Linked DNA regions of Bicyclus anynana: region 2 is linked to region 1. A link is a contact called in public Hi-C data. All regions are on one chromosome and are shown on one strand. Each heading gives the region's core, a stretch centred on a gene start, on an enhancer-like site or on the middle of the called end of the contact. The rest is flanking DNA. Distances are from core to core; before and after follow the strand shown. Region 1 overlaps LOC112043921 (hemicentin-2). Region 2 holds the start of LOC112043921 (hemicentin-2).

Region 1 (3,640 bases), core at 848-3,347:
ATATCCATATTCTGATATTTTTTAATGTCTAGAGGACACAGCTTTCACTCCCTACCCCCGTCTTAGCACCGTCCTTGTATAATCTTGGTGTAACATGCTCTAACTAAGTGTGATATAGAAAAAGGCACTACTTCAAGGTGTTTAGAGCTGCTTGTAAAATTAACGTGCTGATTATAATAATTCATCATCATCATCATTAACAGCCAATGGACGTCTACTATTGGCCATAGGCCTCTTGCATGGACTTCCAAACACCACGTTCTCGAGCCAGCATCCAGTGGCTCCTTGCACTCCTCCTCGGTCCACCTAGAAGTGGGGTCATTCAACACTGCGCTCGGTGCGAGGTCGCCATTCCAGGTCGCACCTCGGGACCCCTAACATCCATCGGCTCTTTGAGCTATGTGGCCTGGCACTTCAGATTCGCGACTCGATTATAGTCATAATTTATTTTTATTTCCTTACCTGCCACCCGTCTGGACCTCCCTGCCCCTCAACAACGCCAACAAGCGGCAGACACGTGGGTCCCACGCTGAAGCTGATCAGCGTCGAGCTAGGGTTGTACGTCACGTGCTCTGGCGGCAAGATCTTGTCCACTTTGGTTGTCACCGACAGTTCGTTTGAATAGTTGCTTTGTCCTTTTGTGTTTACCGCTTTGACCTAAAATATTAAGACAAAAATTATAAATTTAAATTGGTTTAGGTAATAGTTTAGTTTTAGAATAAAAGGCTTTTTTTCAACATGACCTCCCCCTCTGTTTATTCCTTCAGTTAACCGAAAAAATTGTGCCAGGGTTGGGTGCGATAATAATTCAAAGGGGTGCTGTAGTTATTGGACCCCATAGTGTAGAGTTATAGAGCTATATGAAAGAAAGAAAATAAAATTAAAACCGTGCCACAGATAACAATTTATACCTCGTCCACATGGGCGTGTCAAGACAAAAACACATGTAGCAGAAGCATCAAAAAAGTACACTATTATGTATGGCACGTTGAAAAAGAGCTCAATATTTGTGCTGCACGAATCAAGCATTTGGAAGCACAAATTTTGGAACTTGGTCCAAAGAACGCCGATTTTCAGCATATTATGCTAGAATTTATTTGATGTAAACCATTTGATATGAAAAGAACTACGTAAGTAATAACTGCATTCCGTGGTGCTACTAGTGATTATGTTTAAAATAAAATTGGTATTTTCTACATGAAAAATTGCGGCAGTGAGGAAGCTAGTACCTACATGAATGTTCTTATAAAGGCACACTAAAAATGATTTACCTTGAAAATATATGTCACCTGCTGGTAGCGTTAAAGAAAAAGAGAAATGAGCTTTGTGATCACTAAATACACTAATAGAGCAAAAAAGAACAAGCTTACAGGTGATAAAAATGATATTATTGAATGTAATGACATTTTTCTATGATTTATCTTAGACGATACATTTTTAAAGAAGATTTTGGCAATCAGTACAATGACACGTGAAATGTAAAATCAATTATCCAATCAATACATCTCTCTTCTATAAATCACTACGTATTTGTCAAAGCTTTTCCATATGCAATAAATGGTTTGAAGTTCTTTATGAAATGAAACACACAGAACGCTACAACACTAAGGTGGCAAAATTACAGTGAATCTAAATACCTTGAAGTAGTATGAGTTATGTTGCTCAAGGCGTGTCACGTTACAGGGGTTCGCACGTCCACAATCATATTCTTTCCAATCGAATTCATCGTCTCGATCAGCTGCGCAGTGTTCACCACCGGCTGGGTTCCTAACACGACGATACAGCACGAAGTACTTCGTACTCGACAACCCACCATTAAACCCTTCTTCCCATTTCAATGTCACGTATGTCGCATCAACCTTCTGAGTGGCTAAATTCTTCGGCGGTTCTGGCGCACCTTTCGGTTGAAGCCGAATTTGTGGGCGAATGTTTCCTAGAGAATTCTTCACTTTGCAATAATAATCGCCGTAGTCTTGTAGCTTCACATTCCTAATCACTAGTATGCTCAAATATGAATCGTTTTCGTCTGTCGTGGTTATGATCTCGTAATGACCGTCTGATGACATGTGCAGTGGCGCAGGGTTCGAGCTGTAAAACCATTGGAATTCCGGTTTGGGGTACGCTTGTACGCGGCATGAGATCTCCGCATTTTCCATTAGGTCGTAAGCGACTTTCTTTTGTTGCCCGATTGATATGGGCTCATCTGAAATTGCAAAAAAATTATTACAATATGTTAAATTGATCCTTGTCACTTGTACTTACATCCATAAATTTATTCAGAACTGTATTATTGTCGTTCTAGAAGAAACTCATGTCGATTATTTATATGGACCAACATGGATAATAATATTATATAACATAGTAAGTTACAAATATCTGTCATTATGGAGGTAGGTACACTATATTGCATTTACCATGATGTCATAGCGGAACCGAAATGAAAGTAACCTCGTTTTATAAATGAGTAATTTGGAAAAAACAAGCGATCAGCCGATCAGATGAATCAACAAACACTCAAACATTGAAAACAATCTCATTTGCATTATGTAGGTACTTGAATAAATCATTAATTTAACGGAAGTTATTAAAAATACATATATAAATCTTATACTCACGTTCAATTCGTAACTGCATGGAGGACTCTACTTTTTTGACTTCATTTTCAAAAGAGCACGAGTATACGCCTCTATCTGCTGGTAGCAAGTCATCACCATTCGGTCTGGCTTTTCCGTGAAATCTGAGCACACTTTGTATATTATAAACTGCATTTCTACTTTCATTTATTTCCGTTTTGACTTCGTACAAATTTGCATCAGGATGAATTTCAGCATTGTTCTTATACCACTTCACATTTGGTAGAGGTTTGCCAAGTGCAACGCAGGTCAATGAATAGTTTCTTTCACCAGAGTTTTTAATAACGTGAGGTTGTAGTTTAGATTGGAATCGTGGCGGTTGGTACACTTCCAGGTTAACTGTGGCTAGTTCACTGTGTCCCAATTCATTGGTCGCCTGGCAGTGGTACATTCCCTCGCTGCCGAGATGTGCACTGGGTATCGTATATTTATTGCCTGTAGCGAGCACTGACGACTTTATATCACCAGTTTCAATTTCCCGGAACCAGCGGTACTGAGGGACAGGCCAGCCTGGAGGTTTGGCGCTGCACGTTAACACTACTCCCGCGCCTTCCTGAGCTATTGGATGATCGGGACTGATGTAAGCTCTACCAGGCTTATGTCGCACAAGTACTGCCACAGATGCAGTTCCGGTTCGTTCTGCTTTATTGCCACTGCTTGGTGATATAACATTTACCGCTTTGCAGATATATGTGCCTGCTGTATCAGCGTTCACTCTTGTCAATAATAAAATGTTTCCTTTCTGACGGAAATCTGTTCTTCCTTCTCTAGTCCATTCGACTGATATAGGTTCAGGATTAGACGAAACATCACATCTAATTTCTACAGTACCGCCTTCTTCAGCTTCGTAAGTCTTAGAGTCTACAGTGACACTGGGAGGGTAAAGGACGTCTAAGAATATTTCGTTTTCACCAGGATGCCCGAGGCCATTGTCAGCGCTGCATATGTATTTGCCAGCGTCCTGTACTGTTACTCCTTGGATGATGTGGTTAAACGAGTTAGCAATG
Region 2 (4,058 bases), core at 517-3,016, 50 kb after region 1:
CCTTTCGGTTTCTACACGGCATCGTACCGGAACGCTAAATCGCTTGGCGGTTTCTAGAGTGAAACGAACTGTCACCGTACCCATGCTATCTGAAAAAGACTATAATGTGCTCTCCGAGACACGATACAAGTGGTATGACATGCCAGTAGGAGCAATAGAAACCGTACCCGCATAGTGTAAACTAGCCTTTAGGAAAAAAAATATAATCGTTTAGAAAAGTGTTAACATTTTTAAAATTCGGTTTTAGTTTAATTTTATTTTACTTAAACTGTATTGCCCGAGTGCGACAGATGGACGGTTATGTTTTTCGTGTCTATGTCATGTATGTTTAAATTTATTCACACACCACAGATCCAAAAGTGCATTTTAGTTATGCTTATGATAATTATATAACTTGTTCGTAAAATATCAATATTAGTAATTTAAATGGAAAATAATTGTTACCAAAAATATAGGTACATCATGTTGGTTGGTAGGTAAATATCCTATTATGTTTAACTTATAATCTCTATTGTTTAAAATTTTAAACTAGTAGGTAAGTAATATTATGAATTATAATATAATACTCTTTAAAGTTCCTAGGTAGGTAGTTACACACAGGTAAGCAAAAATTGCATTCAAAAGATCAGAGGGGCTAAATGCTATGCCTTTTCTTTTATACTATCACAAATGCGTCTGCTTGATAAATGGTCCTTAAACGATTGTAGTTAGAGTTGAATATGCTTAAAATGTTTAGCAAACTTTTTTTCGTACTTGCGTTTTTTCAAGAATTTTTATTACAGAAAGTAATACTTCCTTTATTCTTATTTTTTTAATCTCTATAGTCTTTTGGATTAAATGAAATAAAAAAAATCAAATAAGTTTCGATTTTCGTAGAACTGAATTTATCTGTGAATTTGAACATTGAAACACCTTTTATATGTATGTTTATTAATAAATTATTATATTACATTGTTTTCAATTCTTATTAATAAATTAATATAACAGGTTATATATTTTTTTCATTTAAGTAAAATTATAATTTGAAATAAAGTAAACAACAACTTCATTTAAAGTCACTTCTAAGATAATTTCAATAAAATGGGATTCATTATAAATAAAATACCAATTAATAATAGAACAACCCGATGTTTCAACAATATTCTATTGTTAATAACATCAGTTCAGGATCAGAATACCTTATTCTTCAAAAAAAAAGCTCGACCTGCATATAACAGCTAGGCTGTGACACACACAGCCATACAAAAATACAACACAACACACACACAAACACGTTTCACAACCAGTTGTTGATCCGTCGGCTGCGGGCGGCGAGCGAGCGAGCGCCGTGAGTCAGAAAGTAAGTAGGCAACTTAGTTCGCTAAGTAGTAAGTTGGCTTACCTGTACAAATCAGCAGCCAAGTAACTGGTGAAAGCAACCGGTGGGTCCCCATGTTGGCGCTGATGGAACTTTCTAATCAATTTTCAATATGGTTCAACACATCCTCGAAGACATCTTGCAACACAACTTAACAAATATTTCACTCCGACTTAACAAACTCACTTCACTCACATAAGGAATGTCTAAGTTTTGTCTGTTAACACAAACAAAACAACTGAGCAACCGCCACTATCACCACCACATTAGCTTGTTATGTACTTTAATAATCGTGTTTGTTTCATTGTTGAATCAAAAACAACACTTGGTCGCGAATATCGAATACACAACGCGTACGTAACTCAAAGTGACGGTTAGCTCAAGGCTGGCTAACAACTGAATTGAATGCAGTCAAGCCACGCCGCGCGCCGTGCGCTTGTCCTACCATTCGCTCACTTGTGCGAGAGAGACGGCAATAGCAGACAGACTGAGATAGAATCTAAGTTTCTGTTGTCTTGTCTGGAAAAGTGGTAGCAATACGTAGAGCCGTACCTCAATTTAACATAACTTCACTTCACTATAATTCTAAAAAGAAATATTTGAATTAGACGTTATGAAGTTGAATTTGATTTATTGGGATTCTCGTATCTTACGATGTACCCTTCATGTTTACAAGTATATGAAAAAAATTACGCTGAATATTGAATAACAACATTATCATTAATTAGGTAATAATAATAATTAATAATCAGAATCCGAAGAATCCTTCTTTTTGTTAAAATGCGAATTTATTTAAATTCCAAATCAATTTGGAATTAGGTTTTACTTAAATTAAGTTATTACTTAGAACATTAAATCCATTAATTTGGGTGTCATAAAAATAAAAACATTTTTCTGCTCGACTGTACACTAATATTTAATTATTTTTTTAAATCTATGACCACGAATAAAAATTTGCTGTAAAATTATGCCTTAAATAAAGTTAGTGCTATTAGAAATCCGCGACTTCATCCACCTGAACTTTGTTATTCGTATGCAAACACAATCCTACTCTTGATATATCTTCTTTCTCGATCTTTTTTTCTCAGGATGATAAAATCCTCATAGACATCTGTAACGGATAGCGTCACACTCCTACTGGGTAAGTATCAAAATTTTCTTTCACTATTTCAAAATAAGAACAGCGAAAGATTTAGACCGGAATCCGTTGAACATTTTATACAACTGATTACCATAAAGTTAATTTTTCGTGAGTAGCTTCATCTCGATGAGATGAAGTTCTCATCAACTTATTTATTTACGAAAATTCTTGATTCTGGTATTTTCATTCAATGGGGTTGGCAACTGCTAAAGTGGCGTTTTTTAAATGGTTCCTAATTTGTAGCCGATTGGTTTTTAATTGGTAGCCGATTTTTGTATGGGAAAAATTAGAAATTAATTTGTAATAATAATAATAATGACTTTCTGTGCTGTTACCTAGCCTATTAACCACCCTTCATATTTCCTACTCAGTCTGTATCTAGTTCGATAGTCAACCGGTCTATTACCACAATTTTTGTGTTCTATTCTATTATTAATATCCTAACCCCAACGCCTTGCTTAAATAAATAAAAGAATAAATAAATTAAACTCTAATCAGTCGAAATCAATATAATTGTCCCAGCTATGTGAATATTATGTAAAAAGTGCATGCATGAAAATACGTTTAGGCAGGTACTTATTTCAGACGTTGGCATAAACGGAAAAAGAACGGAATAAATGGTATGTTAATCTGGATTAGCCTAACCTTAACATTAGCCTAATCCTGGCTATTATTGAGGTGTGATTATTATGGATAGACAACATGAAAATTTCAAATTAGCGCACACTAATTTGTGCTTTTTTCATACATTTTTACAAGCTATCAACAATAGCTATCTATGTTTATAAATCATTGCATGTTCACGGCATATTTGTCCAACCCGACGTCACCGTTTTTAGTCGAGAGGTTATAGGTAGGTACTCGTAAGTAATCGCGCAGCGAATATCTAATACAATCACATTCCTCGCCCACGTATTGACTAAACGCGTAGTAGGTACATATTTCCATAAGCTTAACGCCATGACATTTATATGATTAGCATAGCATGACAACGTGCTCAGATTACAAGGCGTGGTAAAAATTCTCCTGAGTTATATCGCTCGTCGTTCTCTCAAGGTTCTAGGACTTGGGATACACTGAAAGCTTAGCAAATAGTCAATGCAATAGTCTAGTCTAGCTAAGCTAACCTAACCTATCCTAGGATCTAGTCTAAGATCCTAATTTAATCCATTAACATATCCTAGGATCTAGTCGAAGATCCTAGTTTTATCTATTAACCTATCCTAGGATTTAGTCAAAGATCCTAGTTTTATCCATTAACTTATCCTAGAATTTAGTCTAAGATCCTAGTTTTATCCATTAACGTATCCTAGGATTTAGTCTATGATCCTAGTTTTATCCATTAACTTATCCTAGGACTTAGTCTAAGATCCTAGTTTTATCCATTAACTTATCCTAGGATCTAGTCTAAGATCCTAGTATTATCCATTAACCAGCTCGATGAACGTCGTCTTATATTGGGTACCTCTACTAGTCGACTAAAGATTCACCCGACTTCAAAGTGGAAATTAAAAGTTGCTATTTATTTGAGATTCCAGCCACGGACCATTTTTTAATTTT

Evidence for each region. Hi-C and Micro-C count contacts between places; a contact is called where the count stands out from the background.
Region 2: a Hi-C map of whole larva shows a contact between it and region 1, with 4 times the contacts expected there. The contact joins the promoter of LOC112043921 here to the enhancer-like site in region 1. A contact is called at or near these places in 2 of 2 Hi-C or Micro-C datasets (whole body and whole larva).

What each region holds. Positions count from the first base shown.
Region 1 is chr9:11,285,779-11,289,418 of ilBicAnyn1.1, forward strand. It overlaps LOC112043921 (hemicentin-2), which reads right to left. Exons shown (of 12, transcript XM_024079592.2): 5 at 2,616-3,640; 6 at 1,638-2,203; 7 at 463-657. Among protein-coding and RNA genes, the nearest start is that of LOC112043917, 13 kb to the left of the region's middle. Within about 2 kb of position 2,098, at least 4 of the 8 cell types and tissues checked have open chromatin away from gene starts, as enhancers often do.
Region 2 is chr9:11,335,876-11,339,933 of ilBicAnyn1.1, forward strand. It overlaps LOC112043921 (hemicentin-2), which reads right to left and starts at 1,767. Exons shown (of 12, transcript XM_024079592.2): 1 at 1,382-1,767. The coding sequence starts at 1,433. It overlaps LOC112043922 (juvenile hormone esterase), which reads left to right and starts at 1,007. Exons shown (of 4, transcript XM_052883422.1): 1 at 1,007-1,339.